2 separate regions of the Zea mays genome follow, and region 1 is linked to region 2. A link is a contact called in public Hi-C data. All regions are on one chromosome and are shown on one strand. The core of a region is the stretch at or near the end of the contact, and the rest is flanking DNA. Distances in the headings are between cores, read along the strand shown.

Region 1 (4,265 bases), core at 1,268-3,767, 650 kb before region 2:
CCTTATAAATTTGCATTAGGTTGCAGAAGTGTTGATTCCCAATTTTGATCTTTTTTCCGAAGCATTTGTTGAATAAGATGTGATGGAAAAAAGGGGAAACTGAGCATGTCTTCAAATATTTGTTATTTCCTTTTAACTAACAGTTCCCTTTTGTCTTCTATGTTAATAGCTGCAAAATAAAGAGGCTGAAGTTTCAGCTAACCGGGAAAGTTCCTTCACAGAGGCACCAAGCACACCTAAGGTATTCAATATAATATATATGAATTACCTGCCTTTTTCCTCTTTTATATCAGTGTGGAACTGTTGTAAGTTAAAGTGAAGTCAACCTTTGGGAATAGATACATCAGAGTGCAAATAGGCTTCTTGTTCTGATCTTTTGCAGAATTATATGGCTGTCACAACTCACAAGTGGTTTCTTGATAAAAGATATGAAGAGCTTAGTGATGTATTAACGGGGTTGTGCAAAACAATGACTATATGTTAGTTCACCGTACTTCAAGATCCAAATTTCCTGTTAACTGAAATGTCTAGTGGAACCATCTAAAATGGTCCAGTGGAAAATTATTGTTGAGACGAAGTGAATTATGTTTCCCCTTTTGTGGTAATAGTTATGCTCGCTGGCTAGTGCCTTATCAGGTCCAACAATTAGTTGTTTTCTATTTAACAACATTACGGTGCATTTATTTGCAGCGTTCTAATAGGGACATTGATCGGCCCTTCATCCCTGATACAAGTGGGTTTACAGGTACTCCCTTTGTACCAAAATAAAATTCGTTTTACCTTTTTATGGGATTCATACAATACTTAGTGTATGTGTTCTATATATATGTCTAGATTCATCATCATCTAGTTGAATATGGACATAAAAATTAAGAGCTAAAAAGAATACTATTTTAGAACGGAGGAAGTATTTAAAAGCGGACACTTCAGTTTTTTAAGTCTTCCATCTTCAGTATGAGGGGTTTCCTATTGATATTTTGCATCATACTGCTTCATGTGACTTCAGGTGAAAGAGCAGGCAAACGGGATCACAAGCGGAAGGTTTGTTGTTTTTCCCTTTAATTCTGCTGTTAAACTTTGCTTGGTTTCTTTAAACTTTGCTTGGTTTCTTTTATGGTACGGGCACATCTTTGAATTGAAGCATCCATGATGTTTCTACGATGTTTGTTAGATTACAGACGATTTAATGGATGACTAGTATTTTCTACTACTATGCACCTCTACGTAGGGGTGGTAATGGGTTCCAATTTTACACTATGAAATTTAAATTGAAGGACCGGATCAGATTACGATCAGGCTCTATTTCTATTCATTTTTAAATTAAAATTAATTAAGGGCTCAAACAAATTGTATGAAATTTAAATTTAAGGACCGGATCAGATTACGATCAGGCTCTATTTCTATTCATTTTTAAATTAAAATTAATTAAGGGCTCAAACAAATTGTGAAGAAACATTTGGATCTTGATCCATTACCACCCCTATCTCTACGAGTTCAATTTATTTTTTCAACTGCTTTTAACTATGTTATGGCTTCATTTCATCTCAAATTATTTTTGCCAGTCCACTGGAAGATTTATAGATGCGCCTCCATCACCACCCCAGTCGAAGCGGCCTAGAAAATTGAAGGGATCTGACTGATAGTGCTGTTCAAATGTCAGGATGAAAACTCTAGTCAAACAACCAAGGTGTGTCATATCATACTAAAGTTAAACTACGTGTTTTTCATGATTATTTAGTCCCGACTTAAGAGCTGCAGATTGACATTTACATCACTTTTTTGAATAATGTAGCACTTGCAGTCTTACAGTAGAGATGAACTAGTAGAACCTAATAGGTCAGCAACGGCATCAATGGAAATCCGTTGGGCTGGCCAGTCATGCAGGAACCGACTTTCGCTGCTTGCCCTGACTTCGGGCCATATGCTGGGTGGACCGGTTTTGGATTTATAATGTATCTATCTATTATTGTCATGTAATGTTACACAGATAACTGAGAGGTCGAAATCGTCACTTTTCAGCAGATTTCTGAATTCTGAGTATGGGAGACCGGTAAGCCCGACAATTCCGTTTTTGCTCCTGTCCAACCAGCACGGTCAATCGGTTCACCCAATAGACGTTCAACAAACAGGCTTTGAGAGCACGCTAGTGCCTGTTTGTTCACCATGCCTTCCCGGAAGCTCATCTGACAGCTCCTTTACTTTGTTTGGGTACTCTATTATTTATCTTAATCTATATATATTGAGGTGGATTGGGGTGTAAATTTGTTAACTTACACCTCAATACATGGGTATTGGGATGAATACTAGAGTATCCAAACAAAGCCAGGGTTTGTTTAGTTTGATTGGATTGGAGTGGATATTGAAGATTATAAATATCCTACAAATCAAATTCACCCTCGTCTCATACAATCTTCTTGTGGTCTGAAGTTAAAAAAATCAGCCTCGTCCCGTACAATAATAGCTACCAGCCCACCATTGCGCATTAGCGCATACAAAGGTGCGCACGACGAAGCGCGATTCACAGTGACAGCCACCCTGCTCCTGGGATCCTGCAAAAAAAAAAAAACACACACACACACACACCACTAGCGTCCTTGCTAGTCGAGTTGTCGTGCCCCCTCCCCCTCCCATCTATTTAGGATGGCAATAGGTGGAATAAAAACTTGTACTTATAAAGTATACATAAACCCACTTGTAATTGCACCCGCGGGTAGTTAATTAAGTATCGATAATAATTAAGTTATTTCTACGAATTTTAAGCATTTTAATGTTAAGCAACAACAAAATATTTCATAAATCATTAGCTAAGTTACTTATTCAAAATAATTACTATTATATTTTAACCAATTTTAGCAAACTAAATAATAAACCAAATTTCTGAGTTGCATGTGGGCATCCGTGGGTTGAAATAGAAATTTATGTCCATACCCACGAAACTTCGGATTGGGTGTGGGTTGCATCCGTTGGTTAAAATCAAATCTTCACTTGTACCCACATCCGTCAGGTCGAGTATCCATCAGATTTTAGATTTACGGGTTAAATTGCCATTCTTACATCTACCCATTGACTTATGAACTAGCTCTAAACATTTTATTTTATATTTTAATGGATGAGATGAAAAAATTATCTTTCAATTAAGAGTTAGTCCTATACGTAAATAAGATTGTTTTGTAAGCCTAATTATATTATAAACTATTATTAAAAAGTTAATATAATTATCTTAGAGCAGTAGTAACTAGTTGAGGGTGCCCTCACACAGACTAGACTACAACGACTCTGCACAGTCATGGTGGAGCTATAGCCTGAGCCCTGAGCTTAGAGGTGGTAATGGATCATGACCCTAATACTTGCTTCACAAATCAACAAAGCCTTTAATTTTGTTAGTTCAAAATTGTATTGTTTTATGATCCGGCCCTAACTTGACTTGATCCTTAAATTTGCTAGGCTAAATAAAATGGCCCGTTACCACCCCTACCTGAGCTTCATCGCCCTATGCATACGTGGACTAGGCATTTGTTTTTTAATTATTGGTTTGTTTTTTCAGTTTAAAAACTTCAGTTTTATAAATATCAGTATCCAATCAATTTACTAGAAAAAGAAAAACTGATGGGTTCAGTTTTGATTTTTTACTTTAGGTTTTCGGTAAAAACCGAACACATCAAACTTATAATCAAGAAAGATAGCACATACAATAAGTTTATATGATAGATTACACACAATCTAAAAAATAAAAATTATATAACCATAAGGATTTAGAGATCCATCATACATCGCATATAAATAATAAGTGAACAACAAGTTTATTGCAGCACACATTTAGTTTATATAATCAAAGAGTCAAATTTTAGAATAGCTTAAGTTCGGTATTTCAATTTCTTAGTTTTTTTGGTTTGGTACAAGGCGAAAATTGATTACGATATCAACACCGAACTTCATAGATGCAAAAACCGAAACTGAATCAAACTACAAAAAATGATATTTCAGTTCAATTCGATTTTTGGTTTATTGTAAAAAAGTGTCCACCCTACCTATGTGTGAGGAGCATAGTTTTTAAATCTGACAATTTGTTGGTTGTTCTAGGGAACCGATCAAGCGCCTATTTAGAATTAGGGTGACTAATCAGTCATTTCCTTCCTATAATCATCACACACACGCGCGACACACATATATATGCTATTTGACATCCTAGGTGATGATTACCACCCTAGAATGGCTTAACAAAAATCACGAATGCTTAACAATTAATGAAGATTTGTTAACCAATT
Region 2 (3,834 bases), core at 644-3,143:
TCCCCACCGTAGATGTACTGCAGGTACCTGTTTCTCATTAATTAACTCGACAAGGGCAACAGACTCAATCAATTTATTTCACCTTTTTATTTTACACAGCTTAACTTCTGTAGCAACGGGGGCAGTTGCTCGCCTGGTAAAAATATGACCCACAGCTTACCGATTTATTGCAGACCGACGCTTCATTTTGGTATCACAGGAAAGCCTAGCACCTCATTCATGCAAATGGCTCGGCTTAGAAATACGAGCGCACGGCATGACCACGAGCTCACCCGTAACTGATTTTTTTTTTCTTTTTCTCCCTTTCTAAAAAAGCACGGCTGTGAAAGATATTCCAAGGTGTGACTTGCTGAAAAACCCCAGTCAAAACCATTAAGATACTTCACATCCAAACAATGCGTGCAAACTGATACTTCCAAACAAAATGGCAACAGTTTTTTTTTCTGGAAAGCACCCAAACGGGAAAGTTGTGGGAGAGGGAACACAACATTTAAGTGTGCAAAGTCGTAATCTGCAACCAAACATTTTCAGCAAAGACTCCAGCTCCCTTTCAAAGAACCCAAAATTATTAGAATGTTTGGATACAGCGAAGGATCTGATCTTACTATAAACATTTGTCATCCTAAGACAAGAGTAAGCTTATTGCTGAAGCAGACTACCATAAACCTTTAGAGCTACCGTCTTGTGGATAGTTTCAGAGGTTAACGAAAGAAAGCCAAGTTCAAGTGAAATGAAATGAAATTTTCTACAAACCGAAGCACACGAGATGTTCAATGGAGAAGAAATGAAGTTACGTGTAGACAGATTATTATAGCCTAACTTCATAACCATTTTGCAACCTGATTTCTATTGTGAGAATATAGCGAAGCCAAAATGTAAACATACTATCAAATTCTCCACTGAACAACAGTTCAGTCTACTCCCATATTATAAGTGACAGAAAAAAAAAACTTTTATATTTCTTCATTGAACAAGTATCCATCAACTGAGCACACACCATCATCATCACCAGTCTGTACCTGCAGCTACCTCAGACAAGCTTAAATGCCAACCATCTCCAAGCAATTCCAGAACTAACACCCCAGGACAAAGGCACCCTTGTCAATTCTCATACACAGGTCGCACTGAAATCACTCTAAACACACAATCTATATTCAGTTCAAGAACAATTCACTGTAAATTTCAACATCCCATTACATATTTATAGAGAAAAAATTGGGTGACGGAACACGACTAGAGATTCCAAATGAAGCAAAAGAATTTTGACGTTATCTCAAAAATATGCAGTAAATATTCCAACACCCTAAGTTTCAGCACAAGTCTTACCTATATGCTTTGCCGCAGTGTCCACGCTTCCAGTGATACTCAACAATATGATTGGCCCCAGTAGCTCTGGAAAAAGAGATGAAGTTATCCAAAACAGATGTACATTAACCCTACATAAACTACTACTAGGACTATGTGGATCAACTTAGGGTTGCCCCACAAATAAATGTGGCAGCCATGGGTGTAGGTGAGAGTGTTTATTACCACTGTACTAGCAGGGAAGGTGGTTATGCTATGCATACACACAGTTCACCGACAGCCCACACCTGCAGACACCATGTGGCCCCCCCTTCAGTTGCCCCTCCCCTCATCTTTTGCCTCTATAGTTTTATCCATTGACGCACGCTTGGTCTACTGCTCTTGGCCCCAGCACCCCTGCTCTCCAGTCAGTGTATGCCGCCTTCTATCAAGGTGGCTTGGTGACTGGTGAGTGAAAACTAGGTCCAGACATATTCTCCACTCCTTTCCTCTCTTACTACCTACGCAGCTAACCACATTTATCACTCACTGCAGAAGCAAGTACAGGCTGGGCAGTTTATATTCACTCAAACCAGCCCGTTCCTCCCCCACACGGCCACACACACTTCACTTCATAGGCGCCCCAGCAGAGCTCATCTCTGCCTCCTGTGTCCTTCTCCATGACAGAGAATCTCCACTCCAGGAAAATGGTACAGCCAAAGAAGTTTCGTGGAGTCCGGCAGCGCCACTGGGGCTCCTGGGTCTCTGAGATCAGGCATCCCCTCCTGTAAGGCCTCCGTCCCTCTAATTTTTAGGGAACATAAACTACTGATGCAACCATAATTCTGAATTGCAATGCATGTATCTTTTTGTGATACGTACAGTAAGAGGAGGGTCTGGCTGGGTACCTTTGAGACGGCTGAGGAGGCAGCGAGAGCATATGATGAGGCTGCTGTGCTGATGAGCGGACGCAACGCCAAGACCAACTTCCCAATCCAAAGAAGCAGCACAGGGGAGCCTACCCCAGCTGCGGGAAGGGACGCCCGCAGCAACTTCAGCAGCGGCTCCTCTACCACCAACCTGTCCCAGATTCTCAGTGCGAAGCTCCGCAAATGCTGCAAGGCGCCATCACCGTCCCTGACCTGTCTCCGCCTTGACCCTGAGAAGTCCCACATTGGTGTTTGGCAGAAGCGTGCAGGAGCCCGTGCTGACTCCAACTGGGTCATGACAGTGGAGCTCAACAAAGATGCAGCATCCACTGATGCTGCATCACAGTCCACATCAGCAACAACTGCTCCACCAGCCACGCCGATGGATGAGGAGGAGAGGATCGCACTGCAAATGATCGAAGAGTTGCTGAGCAGCAGCAGCCCAGCTTCACCCTCAAACGGAGATGACCAAGGTCGCTTCATCATCTGAAAAGCATGGATCAAACAGCACAAGTCACCATCCCAGATCAGAGTTTCGCTAGGTCGGTTGGTACACAAGCAGTTCAGGTTGCTTCAGTAATATAGATATATGTCTATTACTAAATCCAACTTACAAGAACTATAAAGTTTGCAATTGTGTGCAGTTCTATGTACGTGAAAAGCTCTACATACACATGTTCCTATCAAGATACTTTGTTACACATCAATGTCAGTGATATAATTGCTTATAAAAGAAATAAATAGATTATGATTGTGTTACTGCTCATCCTTTGCTTGGATCCTGATGTCAAACTCAGTTGAAGAATCTCAACAGTTTTTTTTTAAATAGTGAGTATACAGTCTTACTTTATTTCTTCAAACAAAGAAAAAAAAGCTAAACAAATAAAAAATCTCAAAACAGGATGAAGGTGATGTTTGCGGATAACTTTACTTTTATGAAAGAATGGTTAGAAGGGCCATGCTTTATGAGATGTCATCACTATGGCATACAAGACAAACCAGCAAGTAGACAATACATCCAATTCCACATTACCAAGCACTACTGAACACTATTAAGAATGGAACATTTAAAGATGGCAAAAACTGTTATGCAATCAAGATTCTCGTGCAATCGTCGTGCCATCAAATTAAAGTCATAAAAAATTCTCAAAAGAATTATATATGTACTTCATTATTTACTCTACCAATATATTAAATTTTGTATTCTAATTCATCCTATGTTAGGAGATATAAAAAGGAGAAAAATGATATAATTCTCTTATTTATATCTCTTAACATAGAATGAATTAGAACGTAAACTTTATATATTGGTAGAGTAAACAATGAAGTACAATTATATTCTTTTTAAAAAAAAAATCATGACTTTTGGTAGCTTGATTGCATAGCAGTTTTTGCCTTTAAAGATACCCTCTTCTGCCAATCTTGTATTAATGAATAGGTCATGCACTATGTTCAGCATCATGTAACTATCAAAAGCTCTACAATGTGGACGTAGAGATGCACTAAGGGTGGAACAATCAACCCAGCGTATGGACCATGAAGATGTGCAACAAACACTTTAAAGGCCTTAAGGTTATATTTCTCCTCATTAAATAAGCAAATGTAATATATAAATAATTGA

Evidence for each region. A called contact is a pair of places that touch in the nucleus more often than the background predicts.
Region 1: a contact with region 2 is called in a Hi-C map of ear, with 2.8 times the contacts expected there. The contact joins the enhancer-like site here to the promoter of EREB46 in region 2. A contact is called at or near these places in 8 of 25 Hi-C or Micro-C datasets (bundle sheath, ear, endosperm and 3 more).

What each region holds. Positions count from the first base shown.
Region 1 is chr5:117,156,568-117,160,832 of Zm-B73-REFERENCE-NAM-5.0, reverse strand. It overlaps LOC100284452 (DNA methyltransferase 1-associated protein 1), which reads left to right. Exons shown (of 18, transcript NM_001157347.2): 14 at 170-241; 15 at 691-745; 16 at 1,007-1,041; 17 at 1,563-1,687; 18 at 1,793-2,551. The coding sequence ends at 1,640. Among protein-coding and RNA genes, the nearest start is that of LOC100284452, 31 kb to the left of the region's middle. Within about 2 kb of position 2,517, at least 6 of the 20 cell types and tissues checked have an H3K27ac peak or open chromatin away from gene starts, as enhancers often do. A contact at or near this core is called in bundle sheath and ear, where this site is marked.
Region 2 is chr5:116,510,354-116,514,187 of Zm-B73-REFERENCE-NAM-5.0, reverse strand. It overlaps EREB46 (Ethylene-responsive transcription factor WIN1), which reads left to right and starts at 1,893. Exons shown (of 2, transcript NM_001155213.1): 1 at 1,893-2,071; 2 at 2,169-2,979. The coding sequence starts at 1,965. The coding sequence ends at 2,703. It overlaps LOC103626807 (DEAD-box ATP-dependent RNA helicase 41), which reads right to left. Exons shown (of 7, transcript XM_035959112.1): 6 at 2,193-2,699; 7 at 1-1,392.